Regions from separate parts of the Capsicum annuum genome. Here region 1 is linked to region 2. A link is a contact called in public Hi-C data. All regions are on one chromosome and are shown on one strand. Each heading gives the region's core, a stretch centred on a gene start, on an enhancer-like site or on the middle of the called end of the contact. The rest is flanking DNA. Distances are from core to core; before and after follow the strand shown.

What was found. A called contact is a pair of places that touch in the nucleus more often than the background predicts.
Region 1: a contact with region 2 is called in a Hi-C map of leaf, with 2.1 times the contacts expected there. The contact joins two enhancer-like sites. A contact is called at or near these places in 4 of 5 Hi-C or Micro-C datasets (bud, leaf and placenta).

The regions. Positions count from the first base shown.
Region 1 is chr12:86,682,656-86,688,781 of UCD10Xv1.1, reverse strand. It overlaps LOC107850972 (BTB/POZ domain-containing protein POB1), which reads left to right. Exons shown (of 6, transcript XM_016695835.2): 6 at 245-1,378. The coding sequence ends at 1,067. Among protein-coding and RNA genes, the nearest start is that of LOC107850972, 6.8 kb to the left of the region's middle. Within about 2 kb of position 1,676, at least 2 of the 5 cell types and tissues checked have an H3K27ac peak or open chromatin away from gene starts, as enhancers often do. A contact at or near this core is called in leaf, where this site is marked.
Region 2 is chr12:86,646,210-86,652,081 of UCD10Xv1.1, reverse strand. It overlaps LOC107850704 (6-phosphogluconate dehydrogenase, decarboxylating 3, chloroplastic), which reads right to left. Exons shown (of 2, transcript XM_047401878.1): 2 at 4,044-4,455. Among protein-coding and RNA genes, the nearest start is that of LOC107850704, 4.9 kb to the right of the region's middle. Within about 2 kb of position 3,136, at least 2 of the 5 cell types and tissues checked have an H3K27ac peak or open chromatin away from gene starts, as enhancers often do. A contact at or near this core is called in leaf, where this site is marked.

The DNA of each region.
Region 1 (6,126 bases), core at 427-2,926, 38 kb before region 2:
TTCGCTAACACTTCATTTTATTGCCCATTTCGGGCTTTATAAATTAGCTGTTAATATTTTCCTGTTTGTTTCATTTCTAACTAGTGAAATAAAGGACCTCCAATCTTGCCCATCAATAAAGGGCTTCTAGTATCAGATTTCGGAATGCTTTCGATTTGACCTATATATCAGAAACTTGTTCACTCCTTATATATGGTTTTTTTATGGTTTGTCATCTGAACTTTTATCCTAAATTCCTTGCCAGGTTCCAAGAAGAGGTGTTGAACTTGCCTCTTGCAGGGATTGAGGCTGTTCTCTCCAATGACAATCTTCTGGTTGCTTCAGAGGATGCTGTCTATGACTTTGTGTTAAAGTGGGCTCGTATCCATTACCCAAACTTGGAGCAACGGCGTGAAATATTTAGCTCAAATCTTTGTCGCCTCATTCGTTTTCCATACATGACATGCAGGAAGCTGAAGAAAGTTCTAACTTGTAATGATTTTGATCCTGAACTAGCTTCCAAGGATGTCCTGGAGGCTTTATTTTTCAAAGCTGAAGCACCATACCGTCAGCGTTCTCTTGCTGCTGAGGAGGGCAATGCATCACACCATCGTTTTGTGGAGCGTGCTTACAAGTATAGACCAGTTAAAGTTGTTGAGTTTGAACTGCCTCGTCAGCAATGTATTGTTTACCTAGATTTAAAACGGGACGAATGCAATAATCTCTTTCCTTCTGGTAGAGTTTACTCGCAGGCTTTCCATTTGGGTGGACAGGGTTTTTTCCTATCAGCTCATTGTAACATGGATCAACAGAGTGCGTTCCATTGCTTCGGGTTGTTTCTAGGCATGCAAGAGAAGGGGGCAGTGTCATTTGCAGTGGATTATGAGTTTGCAGCTCGGACAAAGCCAACTGAGGAATATGTGAGCAAATACAAGGGGAATTACACATTCACGGGTGGCAAGGCTGTTGGATACAGGAATTTGTTTGGCATACCTTGGACTGCTTTTACTGCTGAAGATAGTTTATACTTCATCAATGGAATTCTCCATCTTCGAGCTGAGCTGACTATCCGACAATTAGTGCTTTAGGTACAATGCAGAAAGCCTTTGCTTACAGCCATACTGGACCTTTTTAGATGTCAGGAGGGCTTTGAGATGTGGAAGAATGCTAACCGTAAGATATTCAGCCAAGGTCTGTTAAAAAGTTTTAAATTGTATATACAGGTTAGAGTCAAGTGCCTATGTAGAAATTGCTCTGCGTACCCTGCTGATGTAAATGCACTGCTGTATGTTAACTGAAACTGACTTGCTCAGAAAACTTCTTATCTGTTGACATGGGCAAATTAATTGAGGGTGACAAAAAAGTTTCAAAACTAAAAAAGAGTGACACAAGTTTTAAATATTGAGTAAATGTGACAATTTTAATATTAGTATTAATGACACTAAATTTAAAACCCTCAAGTTTTATTATTTACACAAAGTTCTCTACATATTTACACAAAAATTCTTATACCATCACTTCCATTCCTCTTCCACATTTTTTTTTGCTGCCGCCACCTCCTCTTCCTCCACTATCACTATAACTACTATTGTCTATCTCTTCCAGATTCACCATTATTTTTTCCCTTTACATTATTATCGTCTATTTTTCTTCTTTCTCCTCCATTGTCGCTATCAACGCTGCAACAAATGTCATCTTTTTTGTTCGGCGTCACCATCAACACCATCACTTCTCTTTTTATCATAAATATCACTTTTTTGTGGGTTCCTTCTCCATCCATGTCTTTTTTCAGAAATTAAGTAGCGAAGTTGCTGCAGCAACTTCGATAGTTGCTGGAGCACACAACAACTAATAGTAGCTGTTGCAGCAATTATCGTAACTGTTGTAGCAACTATGGTAGTTGCTGAATTATTTCTTCATTCACTTTTAAAAGAAATGAAAATTTTTCTTTTCAAACTTCTCATTTTTTTATAAAATAGTCCATGAAGATCGAAAAAAGAATGAAATGAAAAGAGAAAGAAAAAAAAACAGAGAAGATAGAAGAAGAGAATAATTTAGAGAGAGAGAAAAATAAGAACAAGAAGATGGGGAGAAAAAAATTTGGAGAGAGAGAAAGGAAAAAAAAAAAAGAAAGATGAAAAGATAACAACAGGGGGAAATTCTAAAATTTGAAATTTGGAGTTGGAGGACTTTTGAAAAGTTTAAATAGTTTAAAAACTTTACATTTTACATCCTAATTTACTTTCACTAATTAAAAAGAATTCGACTTGAGTTGGTTAAAGTTATCACTAATTTTAATTTTAAAATTTATTTATTACCCCACACTTAATTTTCTCTGTTGACATTGTACTGACTTTTATATTGCCAGTCACTTTGAGCTGCATAAATCTCTGAGAATTTTCTTTATTTACTAGTGTTATAATAATTGATAGGAATCACGGTTGTTCATTTTCTGCATGGGAAAGTCATTCCATATTATTTAGAGCCGTCAATACAAAATGGCTCAGTCCATATGGCTTTGAAATTTTGATAGCTTGGTCCATAAAGATAATGGGCCCAAAAACAATCAACCCAACCCATTATTTGTGGGCAACGGATTTTCACCGGCCAACTTATTTTTTAAAGGCAAAACTTCAAATACACCTTAGAATTCTTATAACTAATTTTCTAGTCAAAGTTTTAATATTTGCAATTGGCACAATACATAAATATGCTCTTTAACTTGGTATCAGATCACATCTATGATCTTCAACTCTGGATGTGCACAAGTAGGCATTTAAACTTGTATAAAGCCGAACAAGTACACATATGTCTTATGTGGCCAATTCTTGTCCTACATGACGTCCTATGTGTATTATGCCACGTAGAACATGCGCGTCAACTTGTTCAACTTTATACAAGTTTAAGTGTCTACTTGTGTACACCCAAATGTAAAAGTCATAGATGCAATTTGAGGGCATAGTAACGTATTATGCATTTGCAATTTATAGACATTAGTTAATGGTTATTTGTGCTTAAATATGATTTATACAAAAAAAAATGAAAACCGTTCCAACTGAAAACAACGATAAAAAAGAAAATAGATTTCATTCAACATCCATAAGTTATCCCAACTTTCCCACATAATTTTTTTTTCATAACAGAGCATTAAAGCTCATTTAATCGATATGATATCAGATAAAAAGATAAAAATTGTATTTCTGAGTAATTGAGAAGAGGAGGAGAATCTTTAACAGATAAATTCTTTCTTATTCAATTCTATTAAAAAAGGTGGCCTTCTCGATTTTTGAATATATGGTATGATGGAAATGAACGAATATCAATGCTAATTTGTTTGGATTAATAGGATTTGCGTAAGTTTGATTACAGTATATACGTTAAAATCAATTTATGTTTTTTTCACAAATTGATAGTGTTTGAATTATTCTATAAAGTTAATTAGTGTTGCATATGTGTGTATTGATTAAGTATGATTTATAACAGATTATGGAGCATATGCAATTATCCATTGTCATGAAGCATTCAGGTGTATGGAACGATGAGAATAAATATGTAGATTATCAATTGGACTCAATTGCAATGGAAGAAATTAAAAAGTACGATAAATTACTTGAATTGATTGCTAACCAACTTTCTATAAACTTGGGGGTCGAAATATTAAAAATTGAGTATAAAGTTGACTTTAACAGTAAAAGAATGAAAATACACAATGACATGTGGATGACTGTGTAATGTTAAGGAGAGAAAAAAAGGACTTTAAAAACTACCCATTATGCGTTGGTGTGTTTGATAAAACATTGAAAATGTTAAGTTAAAGTCGAAGTTTGAAGACGAGAATTTTGAGGTCGGACTGAGGCTGGATGATAATGAAATGGATGTTGATGATACACATTCTATCATTGATGTAAATCCTATTAAACCGATGGAGGTTATGGATATAGATGATCAAGTTCAGACAATTATATATGACCCAAAGCATAACAAAGTGTTTGTATGACATGTGTATAAGAACAAAGCTACTTTAAAATCGGTGATGACCGAGTATGCAATCAGAAATAGATTTCAGTTCAATATGATAAAGTCAAATGCAATCGGATAAGTATACTTGTATATGTGTACCTGCTAAGAATATGCAGAATAAGATACCGCTATATGTATCTGTATTCATATATGTTTTTGAAATATGAAAACACTGGATATTTTGAGATACAAAAATGTGAGTAGTTGTTGATGTCGAAATGTATATTGTTTGTTTTTCATATAGATTGATGTATATTATTTCGATCCTCCAAATTACTTTATATATAAATATGTATATTTTGTATTTTTGTTTTATAAATACATATCTAACATAGTTGTATAATTAAACTGTATAATTAAATCTTTTAATATACTTGTTATACATATTATTGTTTTACGTTTTAATTAATGTATATTGTGTGTCTGCTCATTCAGTTCGCGTTATCTGAAAATGCGTATGAATTTTTTTTTTGATAATTACAAATCCAACATTTTGTATAAGTAATATATATATATATATATATATGTGTGTGTGTGTATGTGTGTGTTTATATAGTATGTCTGTAAATGTATATGAGTATTTCTATTATATAGAAGCACTGGTTTCGACATGCCTACTTCAGCAGGTTGTTTGCTCTGTGATTTTACTATATCACCCCTAATTAATTATTATAAATTATTTATATATTAAAAATAAATAATGTTTAATTAAAATAAAATAAATTTTTATAACATGTCTGCTTCAATTGAAATTTTACTATATCACCCCCCGATTAATTATTATAAGTCATTTATATATTAAAAAATTAATAATATTCGATTCGTGATTTTACTATATCACTCCTGCACTGATTTCGACATGTCTGCTTCAGCGGAATGCTTGCTCCGTGATTTTACTATATCACCCCAAATTAATTATTATAAATTATTTATATATTAAAAATTAATAATATATAATTAAAAATAAAATAAATATTTATAACACGTCTGCTTCAATTGTCATTTCACTATATCACCCCTAACTAATTATTATAAGTCATTTATATGTTAAAAATAAATAATATTCAATTCGTGATTTTACTATATCACCCTTGATTAATTATTATAAGTCATTTATATATTGAAAAATTAATAATATTTAATTAATAAAATAAAATAAATATTTAGGACATGTCTGCTTCAGTTGCTTCAATCGTAATTTTATTAAATCGCCCCTAATTAATTATTATAGCCATTTATGTATTAAAAATTAATAATATTTAATTAAAAAAGTAAAATAGACATTTATAACATGTCTGCTTCAGCTGCTTCAACCATAGTTTTACTAAATATCACCCCTAATTAATAATTATAAGTCATTTAAATATTAAAAAATAATATTTAATAAAAAAGATATAAAAATGATAAATTAACTCTTGATGTTTTAAATTAATTTGACGTCTTATATGAAGTCCACTTAAATTTTTTTCATGAGTATTCTTATAGTAATTTTGCTATGTCACTTCTAATTAGTTGTTGTAAGTCATTTAAAATAGTTATGTTTCGCTGTTTTAATCGTGATTTTACTATATCACCCTAATTAATTATCATGGCCATCTAAGCATTGTGCCACTTAAATTGAAATAAGAAAATATTATAAATCACCACAATTAAAAATTTAAATTATTTAAAAAATATAATTGGCTATCGACGACACGAAACTTTGGACAAGAAGAGTAACATATATTATTCAAAAATTACATAAAAAGTATTATAAATTACAATAGTTAACAACTTAAAATATCTAAAAATAATTTAATCTGTTATATATTTTAAAAAAAAAAAACATAAAACTATAAATCAGAATAATTAACAGCTTAAAAATTTTTAAAAAGATAAAATATTTGGTTGACTCTCGAAATTATATTAGTGTCACTTAAATTGGAATAGAAGAAAAGTATTATAAATTATAATAATTAAAAATTTAAATTATTTTTAAAATATAATTGACTATTGTTTGCACAAAAAAAGTAATGTATATTATTTAAAAATTACCAAAAAATATTATAAATTACAATAGCTAACAGATTAAATTATCTAAATACATATTAAAAGTATGATTGATTATCTAAATTCTATTTGTGTCAT
Region 2 (5,872 bases), core at 1,887-4,386:
GGCTAAGTGGTTGTTTCCATTGCATATTTGGAAGTGAAGCTTGGTGGTAAAATAGTTCTGCAAGGGTTACCCATTCGAAGTATTTCGAGAGGATGAGAAACGACCACCTCTTCCACCTCTTCTCTAGAGTTTCTTCCGCGACCATGAGAATTAAAGGTATTATTATGAGAATGATCATTAGTATTGGATCGTTGAGTGAAATGAGCGGTAGGTTGATTGGTGTGTCGCAAGGGTGATATAGCGAGGGAAGATAAGGTGTGTCCATGTATGAACTCATGATTTAGTAGCAAACTATGAAGTTCGAAAAATGTCACGGGTTCACGCCTTGCAGAAAGAGTGGTGACAAGATCCTTAAAGTCGGAGCGAAGACCTTTAAAAATATAGATAGTAAGATCTGCAAGGGAGAGAGGTCTACCGGCAGCAGTTAACTCATCAGAAATAAGTTTAGCCTTTTGAAGATATTGGGTGACAGGAAGATCATTTTGCTTGAGGTTTTAAAGGTACATATGGAGATTGAGAATCCGAGTATTGGAGGGTGAAGAAAGGGCCCTTTCTAGAGCATCCCACACTTGTTTGGAGGTAATGAGACCAAAAACAATTGGCAAGGTCTCTTCAAAAAGAGAAGATACAAGTAAACTCAATACGAGTTGATCCTGTTGTATCCATTGTGCATGCGGGAATCTATTTTGGGGTAGATTGTCCTTCTACGATAATATGGGATGGCGGACACGAAAAAGAACCATTAACATATCCCAATAAATTTTGACCATGGAGAAAGGGTGAAAATTGAGTTTTCCAAAATAAATAATTGGTAGAAATTAATTTGATGGAAATAAAGTGGTGAGCATGGCTAAGAGGGGAGGGAGTAGAGGGAGAGAAAAAGTTGACAGAAGAAGAATCGGTGGAAGAAGAAGAAGTGGTCATAATGGCTTCTGATACCATATTAGAAAACACACGATATTTTGTAAATTAAGATCTCTCTCACTCAATAACAATATCAACTTTTGTTTTATGAGTATGGCAACAGTATACATCTTATATAGGAACACTAGTTCCATGAGAAACATCGTTCTGCTTAGGTATTCTACACACATACAAATACAATTATAATAGATATCCTTTAGAGTTGTATTGTTATCCAACTTCATCCGATAAGGATGTCTCAATAGGTAGAGCGTATGCAAATCTTACTTCTACCTCGGGAGGTGATTCTCGATATACTCTCGGCCCAAGAAAAGCACAATAGAGCAGTCCAAAAAAATATGATAACAAATAGCAGAAGCGGAGAAGTCATGACATAATATTACTATAGAGCAGGATAAAAGTTTTTCTTTTTTTAAAAAAAAAAAAGAACAATAACTACTATCAAATAATATGATAATCAAATTACAAAAACAACATATAATAACACAAATAAAATGACAAGAAACTAAAGAATACTACTACTGCTGCTAGCATGAAAGGACAATACTCAATTCTCAACTACCTACTATCCCAATTTTTGTCCTCCCTTGATAAGTACAAACTGTGCCATGTCGTGACTAATCAACTCTCTCTAATATTTATTTGGCCTATTTTTACCTCTCTTGAAATCATCCATAACTAACCTACTAAACATAAGTTTATTACCTAAAAAAAAAAAAGTCAGTTAAACCCAAAATACTGCCAAACTGTAGGTTTAGATGAACTGAAAAAGCAACCCTGGTTGTTTGATTCTAGCGCTCTACTTTAGGGAATTTTGATTTTAAATTGTTTAGCTAAAAGAAAGAAACTAAATAATGAAGCAATGAATAGAAAGAAACGTAAAAACGGCAACTTAGTAGTAACATTAAGTTTTTCGAAAGAGATAATGAATTAGGCTAATTGGGTCATGCTACTCAACTTACTTGACCCCCCAAAAAAAAGTTTTATCTAAACATGGTTAGACAGGTTGAATCATCTCACCTAATCTATTTTGATGGGCCAATAGGTTTTGTAGCCTTTTTATCATATCGACTAGAAAACCAAAGTGAATGACGTTTGGGAAAACTAGCTTTAATTTTTTTTTAATATATGTGGTATTTAAGGCAGTTTATGCACACCTCAATTAATTTCACAGAATACCGGCCATCTCCCACCAATAACAAAGCTAAAATAGATGAAAAAAGATCATTTAATGTTAAAATTAGCGAGTAGTCATGACAGGGAAGACTATGTAGGATGAAACTTCCCTCCTAGCATGATCAATCCTTTCAGGTCGATTAACGTGACTAACATATTCTTCACCACATCTAGTTTAGCTCCCACGCTAAACACTTGATACGGTAACCATATGTGGAATCAAGAAACAAAAACATCACCTAAACACCTCCAAAATTATATGCCACATCAACATGTGACACTGAGGTGCTTAGTTTGTATTTGAAGTAAAGTTGAAATGTAATAGACATGTAATCTCAAAATGGAAGTGTTCTCTTGCCGCATAGGACTAGTTTGAACAGTCATAGTTATAATATATAGCAAGCTTGTATTAAATACCACTTTTTCTCCATTCAATTTTACTCGTCAAGTTTTAGCCAATTTATGTTATTTATACAAAAAAAAAAAAAAAATTAGTCAAATTGACTCTCGAAACATGACAAGTAAACGTGAACACAGTAATACATGGTTAACCATTCATGTATCATTTAGAAAGTGTTTCAATTCCTTCTGAAAGAGAGCGCCAAGACCGCAAAAGATCAAACAAAATTGAGGTAAAACATAAACGGCTACGCCTCAAACTCAAGTTAATTAGAGTCGACTATATGAATAATCATTACTCCATTTTGTTCCGGCATTCAATTATTTAGGTTCTACAACCAACCTACACTTTTTCTTAACCTAGGTACCAACAAATCTCCAACAGGATCAAAGATTTTTAACAAACATTGGAGGCAAATGTAAGCTTATCAACATAGAATGAAGCAAAAAAGAATGTTGCACGAAAATTAGAACAAGAAAAGGACCGGACTTGATCAATTGACAATTTAGCAGAATTACCAGTGCCAACAAGCACAGCCGGATTCGGAATTTGAAGCTTATAAGTTTTAGATTAGTTATTGGGTTATAATTTAGTAATTTGTACACATTCGTTTGAATCTGAACCCATAGCCAGCATTCTTCCTCCGCCCCAACAACAAGGTTACGAGATAGTACGAGTGTATAGAACCATGGGACCCAGTAGATATGATGTGACGTTCTTACTACAAAAATGAAAATACCACAAGCAGTTCTCCAGTAAGTTAACGGGAGATGAACTAGTTTAGTAGAATCTTAATCTAGGAATCTCATCTTCTGCAACCATAACAAACAGAAGATCAAAGTGGGAAGGAAAAAAAGAAAACAAGACAGGCGACGAGCCAAGCCTAGGTGCAATGGTTTCACATAGACACCACAATATTCCTAGATCATGAAAAATGAAAACCTGAACGTGGTAATAAGCCGATGACCCTCCTTATCAGCAAGTAGTCACGGAAAATAATCAAACAGCCAGGAAGCAAAAGAAAAATAAGAATAAGGATCGGAACAAATATAGAAAACCAAAACATATTCCCAGTGTAGTCCCACAAAGTGGGGTTTAAGGAGGGCAGAGAGTATATGCAGACTTAAGAGATTTAGAGGCAGAGAGGTTGTTTCCGATAGACCCTCGGCTCAAGGAAACACAGTCCCAAAAAAAAATAACGGAAGTACAAGAAACAACATATAGTAACAAAATAGAAACTACAACAAAACAATACGATAATCGAGATACAAGTAACAACAGATAGTAACAGAAATTGAAGAACAAGAAACTCAGGCGCAATACTACGACTACTAATATGAACGGACAGAACATCAAATAGTAACTGCATGAAATATTAAGCTCTATTAGCCACAAATCCTAAGCCAGTGTTCTCAAAACCATGCTCTACCACTGAAGTCAAAGGCAAGATGCTTCACGAATGAGTCGATAAGAATCGTGAAGTTGAAGATCTAGAAGATACACAGACAAGCAAAGAGGAGGAACAACAGTCTAGACAGCAGCAAAGGAACTGAAGCTCTTCCAGAATATCTGATTTTACACTAGAACAAATAAATTCCTGAAATAAGTTTTTAACATATCTGCGTAAGATTCCAATTTTCGAGGGTGAACTGCCAATGGAGGAACAATCACATTCAGAAATTCACAAGGGTACTTCAAAGTTCGCAATTTTCATTGTCGAGGAGGAAATAAGACATGAAAAGTCTATACAACAAACCTCTACAAGGAATAAAACTTACGCATCCAAGGTAAAGAAGGCACTTATTCTAAATGTCCCATTCATAAGTGAACCCTCAACAAGCGTAATGTTGATGAAACCGATTGCAGAAGAGCTTTCATGCCAATAACATAAGCACGCGAGGCTGAGAAATGTACGACATCCTTTACTCCAGAATTGATTGACGTGCACTAGGTAACTGCACAACCACTTAGGCGGAAAGGAAAAATTAAGCACAATAAGTTTGATTTTAATATCAATTTCTTGTGGTGAAAGACCTATTTCGATTTATTGGAAATACTTAAAAACCATCTCAAAAAGCAAATAGGAACTACGAACATATCATTGTTACTCATAAAACAAACACCAGAGAATTTTAAGGATTTCAATTGGCTTGGCCTCCAGTTAAGCAAAACTAAAGTTATCGAAAATGATCTCAAGAATCTTAAAGCATTTATAAACCAAATGCAAAGCAGCAGTCATCTCTGAAAATGTCAAAGAATAACCTTAAATATCTTAACAAAAATTTTACTTAAATAGTATAAAAACCTTGCAGAGCTTTGAGGTTTGGTCGGACATGATATGCATAGGTCAGGCAGGAATCACGTCATTTGCACAAATTTGACAAGATGTAATCGTTAGTGTCAAGTAAAATGCAGAAATCAAAGAAAAGAAAGAAACTCTGCAAGTGACAGTTCAGAAACATTGTTGAGAAATGGTAAAACTAAAATAGCACAAAAGCAAGTATCAAAGAAATTACTGTATTTCTTTTATAAGTAGAAATAAAAACAGAGAAAAGGGGTGAGGGAAGAAGAGACTCACTAACAAGTAACAACAACAGACCCAGTGTAATCCATAGGGGGGGATCTATAGGTGGGGTTTGGGAAGAGTAGTGCGTAAGCAGACCCTACCCCTACCTTGAGAAGGTAAAGAGGTTGTTTCTGATAGGCCCTCGGCTCAAAAACAAACTCATTAAGAAAACCAAAAAAAAACAACAGATTGAAGATATAAATCTAGAAGACATATACGATCTCTAAAATTCAGATGGTTTGACATGCCTCATTGAAGAAAATTAAGGCACTAATGAAAAACGTAACCTATTTTCTTTGGGCATTGCCTGTTCTCATCCTTCATCCACTTCATTGGTCCAATGACCAGGCTGTTGCCTTTCGCTACCACTTCCCATATCCATCCCATTAATCCATATAGCATCAACCGGGATAAGATCAATAACATGTGTATTTCCCCTAGCCACATACTCATTACTTTTTGCCCTTTAAATTTAAGCATTGTGTCTGGCTCTCCAGCCACATTTCCCTTGGCCTCAAGGTTCATCTGACATCACAACCGTCACTCTTTTTTCATGGTAAATTATTCTTCTCTACTAAGTCAATAGTTTAAATCAACATACACAACCATATAACGCTCTCGGAGCAGAGCACTGAAGCAAACACAGACTACTTGCTATAACATGATATGGAGTATCTTCAAATATAAGAAATAGTAGTTGGGGGAGTGGAGGAGATGCAATAATCCTATGTATCAATACAAATGCAGGCAGTTATGCAGCAAAATGCAATGTAGGAAAAGCCACATCTTTTACTTCAATGAAAGAA